Linked DNA regions of Bactrocera dorsalis: region 1 is linked to region 2. A link is a contact called in public Hi-C data. All regions are on one chromosome and are shown on one strand. The core of a region is the stretch at or near the end of the contact, and the rest is flanking DNA. Distances in the headings are between cores, read along the strand shown. Region 1 has its middle 5.7 kb from the start of LOC105227022. Region 2 holds the start of LOC105227025 (205 kDa microtubule-associated protein).

Region 1 (5,831 bases), core at 2,965-5,464, 37 kb after region 2:
GGGTTGATCTCATTGACAGCATCATGGGCCGCTATAAGATATTGCTAAGAAGCAAGCGATGGCACGTTCGTCTATTTTATCACTTTTTAGACCTTGCAACGTCTATTGCTTGGCTCTTATACAAAAGAGCTCATAAAGAAAAAAAATTAGAGGACGATCAGTCATCTGCTGATTTTCGTTTAGAAGTTGCCACGATGTTGTGTAAATTGGGTACAAAGTTCCCTATGAAACGAAGAGGAATTGAAGCCGAGATACAATCTAAAAAGCATAAGGGCCCAGCCCAACATGTTCCTCCTATGGCAGTTAGGTAAAATCAAGTTGGACACTGGCCGGTATGGGCAGAAAAACGAATTCGTTGCAAGCGTCCAGGATGTGTTGGAGTATCACAAACGGTATGTGAAAAATGTGGTGCGGCTTTATGCTACAACAAGCAAAACAACTGCTTCAAAGAATTTCACACTTCTTAAAAAACATGTGAATATTCACGAAATACAAATATTTTTATTTAATGAGCTTAGAGACGTTGTTACACAACGTGACATATCTGTCACATACCCTTTTTTGTTGCTTTTCACCCAAATAAAAAAAAAATTGTTTAAACTATAAAACACGTATTTCATTTCTATCCGAAATCTATTAGAAACGATACAGTTTTTCCGTTTTTACTTAGTTGAGTTATAAAGGGTTAATTATAAAGAAAAAAAAAAAACAAAACAAGTTAATATTATTTATGAAACAAATTGTGGACTTGCTGTGCTCCTACCCAGTGTATTATTATTTTTGTAATTTTCTTCCGAAATTCCTACTTTTGATTTGTGCTCCTTTGTATTATTTCTTTTAATTTGTTTAAATTAAAAAAGAAATTCTCAACTTATAAGTCTGTCGAAACATACATATATATATAATATTATATTATTCTCAAAACTACGATAATTTTTACGATAAACTTGTACGCAAAACAAAAAAACGATTAAAAAGCTACAAAAAAAGAATAAAATTAATTTTTGTGTTTTATTTTAGTTTTTATTATTATTTCTATAATTTAGTTAGTATTTACATAATTTCTGCCACATCAAATCTTCCTACTGCACATACTTATCACATACGCACTAGCTCGTTCATAAATTAAACTCACGCCTGCAATTGCAAGGATCAAGCCAAATATCTAAGTGTTTACACACACACACATTTCGTCTTTTTAAAGTTTTTTTTCAATTACATATTGTGTTCCATTTGTATTTTAGTATCTAAGACTTAAACGTAAACCGTTTTTAACCAACTTACAACTCGAATTTATTAACATTGCCTGCTCTCACATTTATTGTAGTACATGTGCGCGTTATAAGCACTTCACTTTATTGTAGGTATGGTGCCGCTTAAAAAACAAGTAGTGCACAATATACAAAAAAAAAACAAAAAACATATATTATATACTAAGCCTTAATAGCTCTTTGTGAAATAAATTATTTTCCATAATTTTGCTTGCTTTAACAGTAGTGCCCTTTACATCTAATTTGCCTTATTGTTAATTGAATTGAATGCAAGTGATATTGATCGAAAAGTTGCTGAGAGGGTGTGGACAAATAGCTTGATATTGCTGTTTTTTTAGCTTAAATCCGAATATAATGTATTGTGTTTGCGAGTAGATATGACGTTTTAATGAAATATTTTAAATAAGGAGACTGACTACGATAACATACGCGCGGTAGCTTCCCTTACGCGAAATTCTTAGCCTTTAACTTGTTTTTTCGAATTAGTTAGCTTCCATATTGCACAAGTGCACTTCCAAATGGTAATATAAAATGTAGCAGAAAAAGTGTTTTACTTTTCCAGCGTATGCATTTTTTGTCTGATTTTAATGAGCGCTTCGAACAAATGACGCTTTGAACTTTACAAAGCGTAGTTTTGTTGAAAGCGTGCTTTAAAGTATTGGATCGAGTTGTTCTCCATTTTTGCCAAACGCAAAAACAAAAAACATTAAAACTTTTTTTAAATCAAAGTTAACAAGTCAATAAAATATTTACGTCTATGGTAAACACAAAGTGTTGGATTCATTTTAAATCATGACAATCAGCTGTTCAAAGCTGAAATTCCATTGTGTTCTTCTATTTAGGCAATTCCGAATTTGTTTTTTGGCAAATTCATATTTGCTCATATGAGTCACACATTAAACTACCGAAACTTTTTTAACGCGTTAGGGACCTTGAGCATCAATTTTCATTGACACAGTGACACCTGGAAATACAGTTTACATTTAATATGTGTATGAATATACATATCTTATACAATTACACACCATTAGAAAGCTGATTTGCGGAATTTATTGAACTGTTCATTAGGTCTTACTCGAACATTGAACAAGAACTTAACAAAAATTATTCATTTACCGTTCTTACAAGAGAATTTTCTATGAACGTGAATATTTAAACGTAACTTTTATATTTACCTACGTATGTATATCTAGAGCATATTATACAATTATACACAATTAGATTGAAACAAAAAAATACTAGAAGGTAATGCTATAAATATCTTTAAAAACAAAATAATTACCCGAAAAAATGGGACATTTATTAATTAATAAAATTATACAAGTATAAAATGTGAGTAGAATTATTCATTGCATATTGCCATCTAACAACCCATATGTATCAGACATAGAAATTATTACGACTGATTTGTTTAAAGAAAAATCTGCAAAATCAAAGAGATCGCCAAATACCATAGCAAGGTAAAAAGTACATGATCACATATTGAACTACATGTTTACAAGTGCATGCTAATACACATTTTTACTTAAATACATACAAACACACCAGCTGCATAGAAGTGCATAGTAATATGGATGGATTTAAATAATATAACAACAAAAACTGAACTGATTTAGAGCAGTAATAAGACATAAGAATTGAATGAAGCTTATCGCAGCACGGAACCCAGCGGAATTATATTGGGCATACATATACATAGATACTTGTGTTTAATCAATTACCGGTAAAGAACCACAAATGCCCGTAGTGGTACAAGATAGAATGACAGCAAATACATACATACATATGCATGTAACTAACAGCAACCACTAACTAAAGTGGCCGATATTAGAAATAAAATAAATGTTAAAAATTCGAAATTATTTTAAGTGTGTTTTCCTCAATTTTCCTTATGTAAATGGTTTCTGGTGGAACAATGTATTGAAATGACTCATTAAAAGTGTAGGAGTATGATGGTTGATTAATATTTTAAAACGGTATAAGTATGTACAGTGAAGAAGAGGGTGGTGAGTTTGGAGACCGGTCCTCCCGGGCTTCTACAGACTACTTAACGGTCCATATCTTTTTCGGACCTGCATCAAAATTTCTTCTGGACGCTTTAGCTGATCATTAGATATTTAGCACAAGAGCCTTTGTAACATCTACAAAAAATATACAAAAATATGGTAAAATTAAACTCAAAATAAAAAAATATATAAATAATGATGATAACGATGGATTCTTACAGGTACCGGTTTTCCCTGTGCGACCCAGACTGTTCAATATATTATTCAAAATTATGATTGGATAATATATTCTTCATGAAGATTGTTGACCTGCCTTTTGTATTTGTTGTTGCAAAACTATTTTAGTATATGTTGACAAAATTCTAAACTTATTTTCATTACATAATTCTTACATATACCACAACTGGAAATAAAAGAAAAATACTGCTAATGTTTTTAAATATTTGAGACGACAAATAAACTAATCTGAAATCTTTTTAGCGATAAAAAATTAAATATTATGTTTTAGTTGAAAAATCAAGCAAACAAGTTGAAATTAGTTTTTTTTTAATTTGATGCTAGAAAATAGACTATTTTTTGGCTTTATTTATGACAAGTGATTTCCGTTACTTTTATAAAAGATGGTTCAAGAACATAGTAGACAAAAATTATATCTCAGAAAGTGCTAAGAGAGACCAAAGGCTATCTGTGGAACTCGGAAATTCAATATGTAGTTTAAGTACTATCACCTGTCGCTACATACAAACTTATAGTATATACATATATGTACATACATATATGTATAGTATGTAAGTATACATATATGCATTTCAATATGAATATTGCACTTCAATATGAATATTTAATACGACCTCAGATCTGCGTACAGTTGTACATATGGATGTAGATGCATTTTACAACAGTTTGCAAATAGCACATGCTCAACCATACATACATGCACACGTGCATATGTATATTCGCCTGTGTGTGATGTGAAAGTCTATTTGTGCAAGGCATAGGAGGTGAGAGAAACCTTTCGCAAATATTTGGGCGTGGGGATCTGTTTCTCATTACTAACAACACGGAATAATAACAAAAATATAAAAATAATGCAAAAGTGAATGTATTTTGTTGGTAGATCGATCGATGTGGTCGTTGAAATACATTTGGATGTTACACACGTTTTAGTGTATTAGCACATTGAATGGAAACGTGGTGTGGAGAGCGAAAACTAAAAAGATTCGGCGGAGGAATCACAAATATAATAGCCCACGAGTGAGAATCTCATGAATCACGCGACTTTTGAGTTCGATGCGCAAATATACGGCGTGATATGAACAACCGGCGTCGCAGTGAATCACGAAAGAAATCGCCTTTACATACATACATACATATATGTATATGTAGTAAATACTCTGTGCACCTATGCAAATACTCAGGTATGCAGCTAATTTACAGTCGTACCTAAGAGTAGCTTAAGTAGTTAAGGGCAATTTCGCATAGGTAATGGTTTATACGCTAAAGTACTGAAGGAAAATATTTATGGATATAGTTAGGGAATTTTATGGAGCAAGTGAATTATTGAAATTAGCCGTTTGGCTATATTTGTTTTGCTCTAACAAGTTTACATTTTTAATGAAATACATATGTAAAAAACTTTCAAAATCGACATAGGCTACTTTTTCCTATAAACCCAGATTTGTACATACGTAAGTATGTAACTATGTCGGTTCATATTATAAATATGTTAGCAAACATTCAAGTCTATTTTCGTAAATGTCGTTTGTAATTCTTTTGGTAGTATAAAATATTAATAACTTTAAATTTTCCGCCTATCATCTTCAAAATATTCGAATGGTCATCATTGAATTCGGCCACTACAGTAAAAAATCAAAAATTTCATCCAGAAATTATAAATATAGTTGTTCAATTCACAACCTGTCGTAAAGCATTGTAAAATCGTAAAATTATAAATTTTTACACTTGTTTTTTTTTATAATTTTAGGATTTTACGATGTTTTACGACAGGCTGTGAATTGAACAAGTGTTAATTTTAAAATAATCTAAATAAGAAATGTCAGATATGCATATATTTTTTTTATGAAGCAGAAATTTTAATGAGTTGATACCCCCATTGGCATATAACTTATGTGCGGTATTTTTTGTTTTAACGGCAGTAAACAATCCCCAAACAATATTGAGGAACGCTGACAATCATTGTCCGAATATAAGTGGGAGTCAATTCCAGTTACGTAGACCCGACTGCCATGTGAACGTATGAATACTTACAACGCTACAACAACAGCGATGAAAATGATTTTTTTTATATTCCCTCACGGATATTTTGAAATTGGACAAAGTTAGGACTTGTCTGTAAAAATGAATCCTTCAGGAACGGAAAACTTCTGTGCTCCTACAAAGAGATCACAAATTTTTAATTTCATTTTCGAAAGATTTTTTTTTTTCAATATTGGTTGAAGAAACCGTTACGACTTTTACGAGTTAAAAAATCCTGCGACATATTTATTCTTAATAAACGCTGAAGGAATGTAGTAGTAAGCGGGGAAGGTTCAAA
Region 2 (6,386 bases), core at 310-2,809:
AAATATTTCACGCAGCTTCTCTTCATTGGCACCTAAAATGTTGTTCATATTTAAAATAACAGAGATTCTTTATGCATTAATTTTGAACTTACTGTATTTAAGGTTGCCGACAAAAATTGTACGTTTCGTATCCATAGAACTACTCTTTTCATTTCCACGTGTCACACGTAAGTGATTATTTTTGAAAACGGTTCCATTTAAGGCCAATGCACGTGTTACTGTCTCTTCATCCTTGAGTAATATCCAAGCGCTTAGACTGCCTGCCTCTTTTCGGTGTTTATGTTTAAATAGAACTTTCCCGTTGGCGGTTCTAAACCGAACACCATTAACCGGTCCATAATCCTTAAACAGACGGACTAATTGAGCACGCTTTGTATTTACGGGTAAATTGCCGACAAATATGGTGCATGCAGTTTCGTTTGGATCACGTTCTTTTGGTTCTAAAAAGTTGAGATTTACGAGTTGTTATAGATAGATCGATCAATGTGAATATTAGCATTATTACCTTTTTTATCAGACTTTGACTTTAAATTCTTTGTATTGTCTTTTCCCTTAGGTGTCTTTTGGACAGCTTCCTCTTTTTTTGCTTGCTTTTTTAATTTCTTAGCCAATTTTTTAGCATTTTTCTTTTCGATTACTCCCAAGGATTTGCTACCACTATTCTTCTTTACAGATGCGTCAATTGTCTCCTTATTTTCTTTGGCCTTATTCTTCTTTGGCTTCTTGTGTTTAACAAGAGCACCTGTTTCAGTATTTCCGTTTGTGGCAGCAGTCGTGGGCTTCTCAGCTTTTTTCGTTACGGCTTGCTGTAACTTCTTCTTACCTTCGATGCCTTTTTTCTTATCCTTTTTAATTATTTTACTTTTCTCCAACACATTACCCTTTACATTATTACTCTTTAAGTCAGAATTCTTATTCTTCGTCATTTTATTTTTATCCTTTCAATAAAATATGTATGAACCGCAAAAACTTCCACCTGAAACACAAAACTCGATCAGCTCCACATGTTTTTAGTCCAAAATGATGCCACCCTTTTATATTTTTGTTTAGTCAATTCCACCAGTATTATTTACAATAAAAACAAAAGTTCCTTTATTACATACATATATGTGAACCGAGCTCATGAAACGAGAAAAAATTAAAAAATTTAACAGAATATAAAAATGGATTGTCACAGGACATGATAGATGAAAGATAAAAAAAAAACAATATTTTTTGTGTACACAAATAAGGCAATGACTAGATTTGAAAGATAATCAAAAGTATGATTTTCTAACTTTTTTAATAAGGTTTACAAATTTTGGTGTTTGGTGTTACAAAATTAAGAAGTGCAAAATTTACATAAATATGCTCATACAATACACCCTCTCAATGTTATATATTCTCCGTTATCACCCGGTTGCATTCTTCTGTGTTAACTTAGCGCAGAGAACGTATATTATACGTTCTCTGTTAATAGTTTCTTTCTAACATGGGGAAGACCGTTGACAAAATGAATGTATAAGATGGTGGCAACACCATAAACGAATGTATTTCGTGCCGCCCATTTGGTTCGTGCGCCAGTTGGATAATTTTGCCGGGTGTGTTCTTCGGTCGGTTTTGAAATCTCCACAGTGCGAAAAGTGCAGCAAATTTGTGAAGACTCATACAGAAAGTTTGTTGGGGAAAAAGTTGAAAATATTAAATTTAAACGGGGAACATTGAGCAATTTTTGAACTGTATGTGTTAAAAGTTCGTGTGACGTTTAATTATTTAAATTCAGACAAAGATTATAGTCCGAGCTGAAAAGGAAAGAGAATAAGGTCCAGTAGGCGTGAACAAAGTAAAAGGGAATAAGAAAGTACGGATAAAAACGTTACGTTAAAATGGAGCACGAGGATAATGCGCATTTGGACAATTTTTTGCAAAATTCTCAACATTTAATGGAGAATTTGCAGATGGATAGTGGTGATGGTGTGTGTGATAATGTTGCTGTAGATGAGATTGGGGGAAAATTTGAGGTGCATGAAGAGCATGATGAAGAGGAATGGAAATATATCAAAGAAGGGCAGCAGAGCGAAAAGCAACAGCAACAGCAGCAGTTGAAAGCCAGTGTGGCTTGTAAAGACGTGGAAGGCGTAGAGGAAGTTGGCAACGGGCATGGATATGGATACGAGCATGGTGATGTCGGTGCCGATATACTTTTGCTAGACCATCACGAAGTTGGTAACGGTGTCGTTGGCATTTCAGCCGCAGTTGACGCAGACGCTGACAATGCCGCAACCGGCATTGAAGAGAATGAAGAAGTCGACGTAGAAGTAATAAAAAATGATGGTGATTTTTCAACAACTTCAAATACTACCTCTACAGCCGGTGAAGACGGCTTTGCAGATACCGGTGTGTTGCAAGTGCAAATGCAAATTGAACATATACCACAAGAGCAATTATTACCAAAACAAGTTGAAGATCTGTTGGAAGAAGGTACTAATATAGGAAGCATGGCGGATGAGACCGAAGAGGACGACCCTAGTTCGTTAGCAACCAATAATACTAATCGAACAAATAGCCTTAGTGAGAGTGCTCCACAGCAAGAATTACAACAAATACCCATAGAAGACAATATTATAAAAAGTGATGATTTTTCAAATGAGGACAAAGAAAATAACGTTCCATCACTTACAAATGTCCATGGTGATATTCCATTCGAGGAAACAACTGGAAATAGTGATTATGAATCAGAAATGCACTCTCAATTAAATCCGAATGCAATGGAATTTGTTCCTAGCTTTGGATCAAACCCTACTTCTCCAACTATCGATAATAAAGAATTTGTTGTTGAAGAAGATGTTTCAAATAGTGTTGAGCAAATACCAATACGAACGCAGCCAAACTCACTTCCACGGCACCTATTGGGCGATGATGATTTTGTTGCTCAGAGCCCACGCAAGGGAAGTGCTGAATCCAACTTGGACGCCATTGCTTTACCAGAAGAAAATGATTTTGAACATGAAGCTGCAAAACGGCCACATGAATTGGAACAAGAAGACGATTTGATAGGTGTGGGTACGGTAGAGCACTCACAGCAAGATCCTCAATTAATTCAAGAACATTTGGAAAGTCACAATAGTTTTGGCGTGAATATTCTGGAATTAGAAAGAAATGCAAATGAATATAGTTCAGACATACTCGGTCAATCGCCATTAAACTTAATCGATCATGGTCCCGAGACTTCTGTCGATTTAGATACAGACTCACAACCGGTTGATGTTGAAAAAATTGACGAAACGCAAGAGAACCCTAAAGAAAATGTTGAAATTATCGAAGATGTATTTAATACGGTACAACCATTACCAATAGATTTAAACAACTCATTTGTTGAGGAATCATCACATCAAGGATTTGCCGTTGAGGGAAAAGAGTTGCTTGATGTAGACGAAAAAGAAAATATTTCGCATTCACCGTCTACGGAAGAGATGCAAATGAACTTACAAAACGAACTACATTCCTCAGTGAAGGATATTCCACAAATTCCGATCGATATGGACAACGTTGCAAATATGCAAGAATCGTTTTATCTAGAAAGTACTTCCTCTGAGGCGCGTAATCAACTTACATCGGGTATTGACTTAACTTCCGTTGATGAACCGAATTTGTATACTGACGAAATTCAAATCCGTAATGTGGAGGAACAAAAATCTGCCATCGATGATCCTTCATTTGAAAGTGTCCGAAACTCTGCACCTGACACTTTTGAAGGTGAGCCAGGTACTGTTTTCGATGCTTCGCCTACGTCTTTGAATATATTCGCACCAGAGTTTACGCCTACACCTAAATCAATCGATGCTGATATGATTTCACCTTCTCCTGTATCAACTGAAGAGAAACACCTAATCGAAGAAACCAAAGAACAAGCAACCTTAAGTGAAACAACAGAAGAGCTTGAGCAAAAAATGGATGATTTAATAATATCTTCAAATGATGGAATCCTCTCACAGGTATGTAGAACTATCTTGTTTTAATTTAATCATACATTGTTATATTTATTAAATTTTCTAACCATATAAATATCTGCAAATATGAATATGTATATTAGTAAAAATGTTAGGGTTTATTTTATATTATCTTACTTATTCCACAACTTTTCCGCCTGTTTGCATGGGATAAATCATTAAATTTGTTGGTATACTGCTTTACACTGCAGTTTGCTCACAACAATCGGAGTTTTTGCCGAAGTGAGGTGAAATCGTCCTTCAAACTCGTTTTCATTCTCGTTAGAGTTGATACTGAATGTTTCGCCTTCAAGGTACATGCTGTCATTGTTCTTGCAAAAAAAAAAAATAAATAGGAGTAGAGTTATTTATTAATTTAAATATTGAGTGAGTATTAGTGCCGAGTAAGGTACGGGCGATTAAGATGTTTGTAGCCTTTCGCTTACTTCGATTGCTCTGTTTGGTTTTCAAGTATGTTTTTATTCGTTATGCATGTATATGTTCATAATAATATTATAATATACATATGTATATATATGTATGGTATATTAATGTACATAAGTATGCATATTGAAATACCAAAACATACCCACATTTAGTTTTATTAATGCTTAATTAATTAATTGATTGCCGCTACATATGTGTTGCTGCTACATATGTGTTATCTACATATAGACATAGTATATACATATCGCTCATTTGCTGCAAGACCGGCATAATTCAAAAAACGTGATTTTGGAGTTAATGCTGCAGAATTGTTCGTTATATCATACTTCATGTTGAGTGAAAAATTCATATGAATACCTCTTATATGCTCCGCTTGAGAAGAGGTGTAAGGTTGGAGTCACCGTGTAAGGTTGTAGTAAGTTGAAAACTTTAAACGCGTTTTCTGGCGAATCGATTTTTTTGACTTATGCCGGTCTTGCAGCAAATGAGCGATATACTGTTGATACGATTTTTCTAAACTCACCTTATGGTCATTTAATATTCCTTCAGGATATACATATGTACATATGTGAATAAAGCGCATGTATATGACTTTGTTATGAATTTCTTTCCTGGTAAATAAAAGCTGGTCATATGCAAGTGCATACCGACTATTATCTCGAAGTCTCTCTAATTCTTAAAAAATGTTTGTATGCCAATGGGTGTTGCAGTCACACTATATGTATGTATATGCAAATTTATTATTTCATTTTAATATTTGACGTATAAAGGTACGGATATGCATATAAACAAACTTCTAAAATACATGTATTGAATGAACATATGTGTGTATTACTAAGAAAAATGTTTTAATATACATACATACATACATGTATATGTAAATGAGCGTTGTAGTTTTTGTTGTTATATGAAAGTCATATGAAGTGGTTTAGTGAATTAGGTCATATTGTTATCAAACTTCCTTTAGTCATTGCTTTTCACTCCCTCACTTTAACACTTTCGCTTTGCGCTTTTAAGGGCATGTAAGACTTAGTACATTTATTTATCTTTTAATGAGTATAATTTTATATTAAAAAAAATTAATGGAAAGAATTTGACATATAAGAGGGGGAGTGCTTCGTCAAAGTTGATAATTTTTGACTTAAACAAAAGACAGACGATTTACTACCCTATGCAAAAGTCTAATTCTCCACCCTTCTAAGCTTATTTTGCCTTAGCAACAAAGTTCAACAAATCTATTGGAAATTATTCAGGTCATTTTATTAATAGATATACATATAAACAAATAAATAAAATTAGCCAAAATGTCGTCCTAAAATTCTTGAGCTCTTTTGCCTATATGGACGAACCGGCCCATTACACCAAACGTAAAAGCCCATTATCAAAGGTAACTTATTGGAGATGTGTATGTGTGCTTGTATGTATAGAGAAACAATTTTGTTTGTAAACAAAAATTCAATGAATGAATGTCTAAAAGAAAACAAAAATTGTAAATATAAACATACGCTTAAGGTAGAGTGACATTGTCGCGTTCAGTGTTCGCTTCGGTGTGATTATCATAATTGAGGCACTTACTATACAGGCCCTTATCTCTGACAAGACATTTCTTTCAACTGGGCGAACACTTCAAATGGTTTGACTAATTTTTATTTTTATTAATGGAAATTAATATAAATGAAGTGGAAAATAATTAACTGCTTTCAAATCCGATTAAGTTGTACAAATAATTTTCAAATATTTAACAAAGTAATCCATAACAGTTTTTATTGAAACTGCCTCATTGTTGAAATATTGTGATAGTATTTGAAAAAAGTTATATGTACATATACATATATATACATATGTATGTATGTATATAGTAAGTAAAGTTTCAATAAATCCATAATATACTCTTATGCACTTTTTTATTTGCCTGCTTCTATCAGGAATACTCTACATCCCAATACAAAATATTTACTGTACCATCCATCT

What was found. A called contact is a pair of places that touch in the nucleus more often than the background predicts.
Region 1: a contact with region 2 is called in a Hi-C map of whole body, with 5 times the contacts expected there. The contact joins the enhancer-like site here to the promoter of LOC105227025 in region 2. A contact is called at or near these places in 2 of 2 Hi-C or Micro-C datasets (both in whole body).

What each region holds. Positions count from the first base shown.
Region 1 is chr2:5,883,092-5,888,922 of ASM2337382v1, forward strand. No RefSeq gene overlaps it. Among protein-coding and RNA genes, the nearest start is that of LOC105227022, 5.7 kb to the right of the region's middle. Within about 2 kb of position 4,215, the one cell type or tissue checked has open chromatin away from gene starts, as enhancers often do.
Region 2 is chr2:5,848,756-5,855,141 of ASM2337382v1, forward strand. It overlaps LOC105227025 (205 kDa microtubule-associated protein), which reads left to right and starts at 1,560. Exons shown (of 2, transcript XM_011206175.4): 1 at 1,560-3,974. The coding sequence starts at 1,866. LOC105227023 reads right to left here and starts at 1,023. Exons shown (of 3, transcript XM_011206174.2): 1 at 506-1,023; 2 at 93-440; 3 at 1-32. The coding sequence starts at 926. It overlaps LOC125776839 (a long non-coding RNA gene), which reads right to left and starts at 5,075. Exons shown (of 3, transcript XR_007422017.1): 1 at 4,939-5,075; 2 at 4,107-4,300; 3 at 3,922-4,047.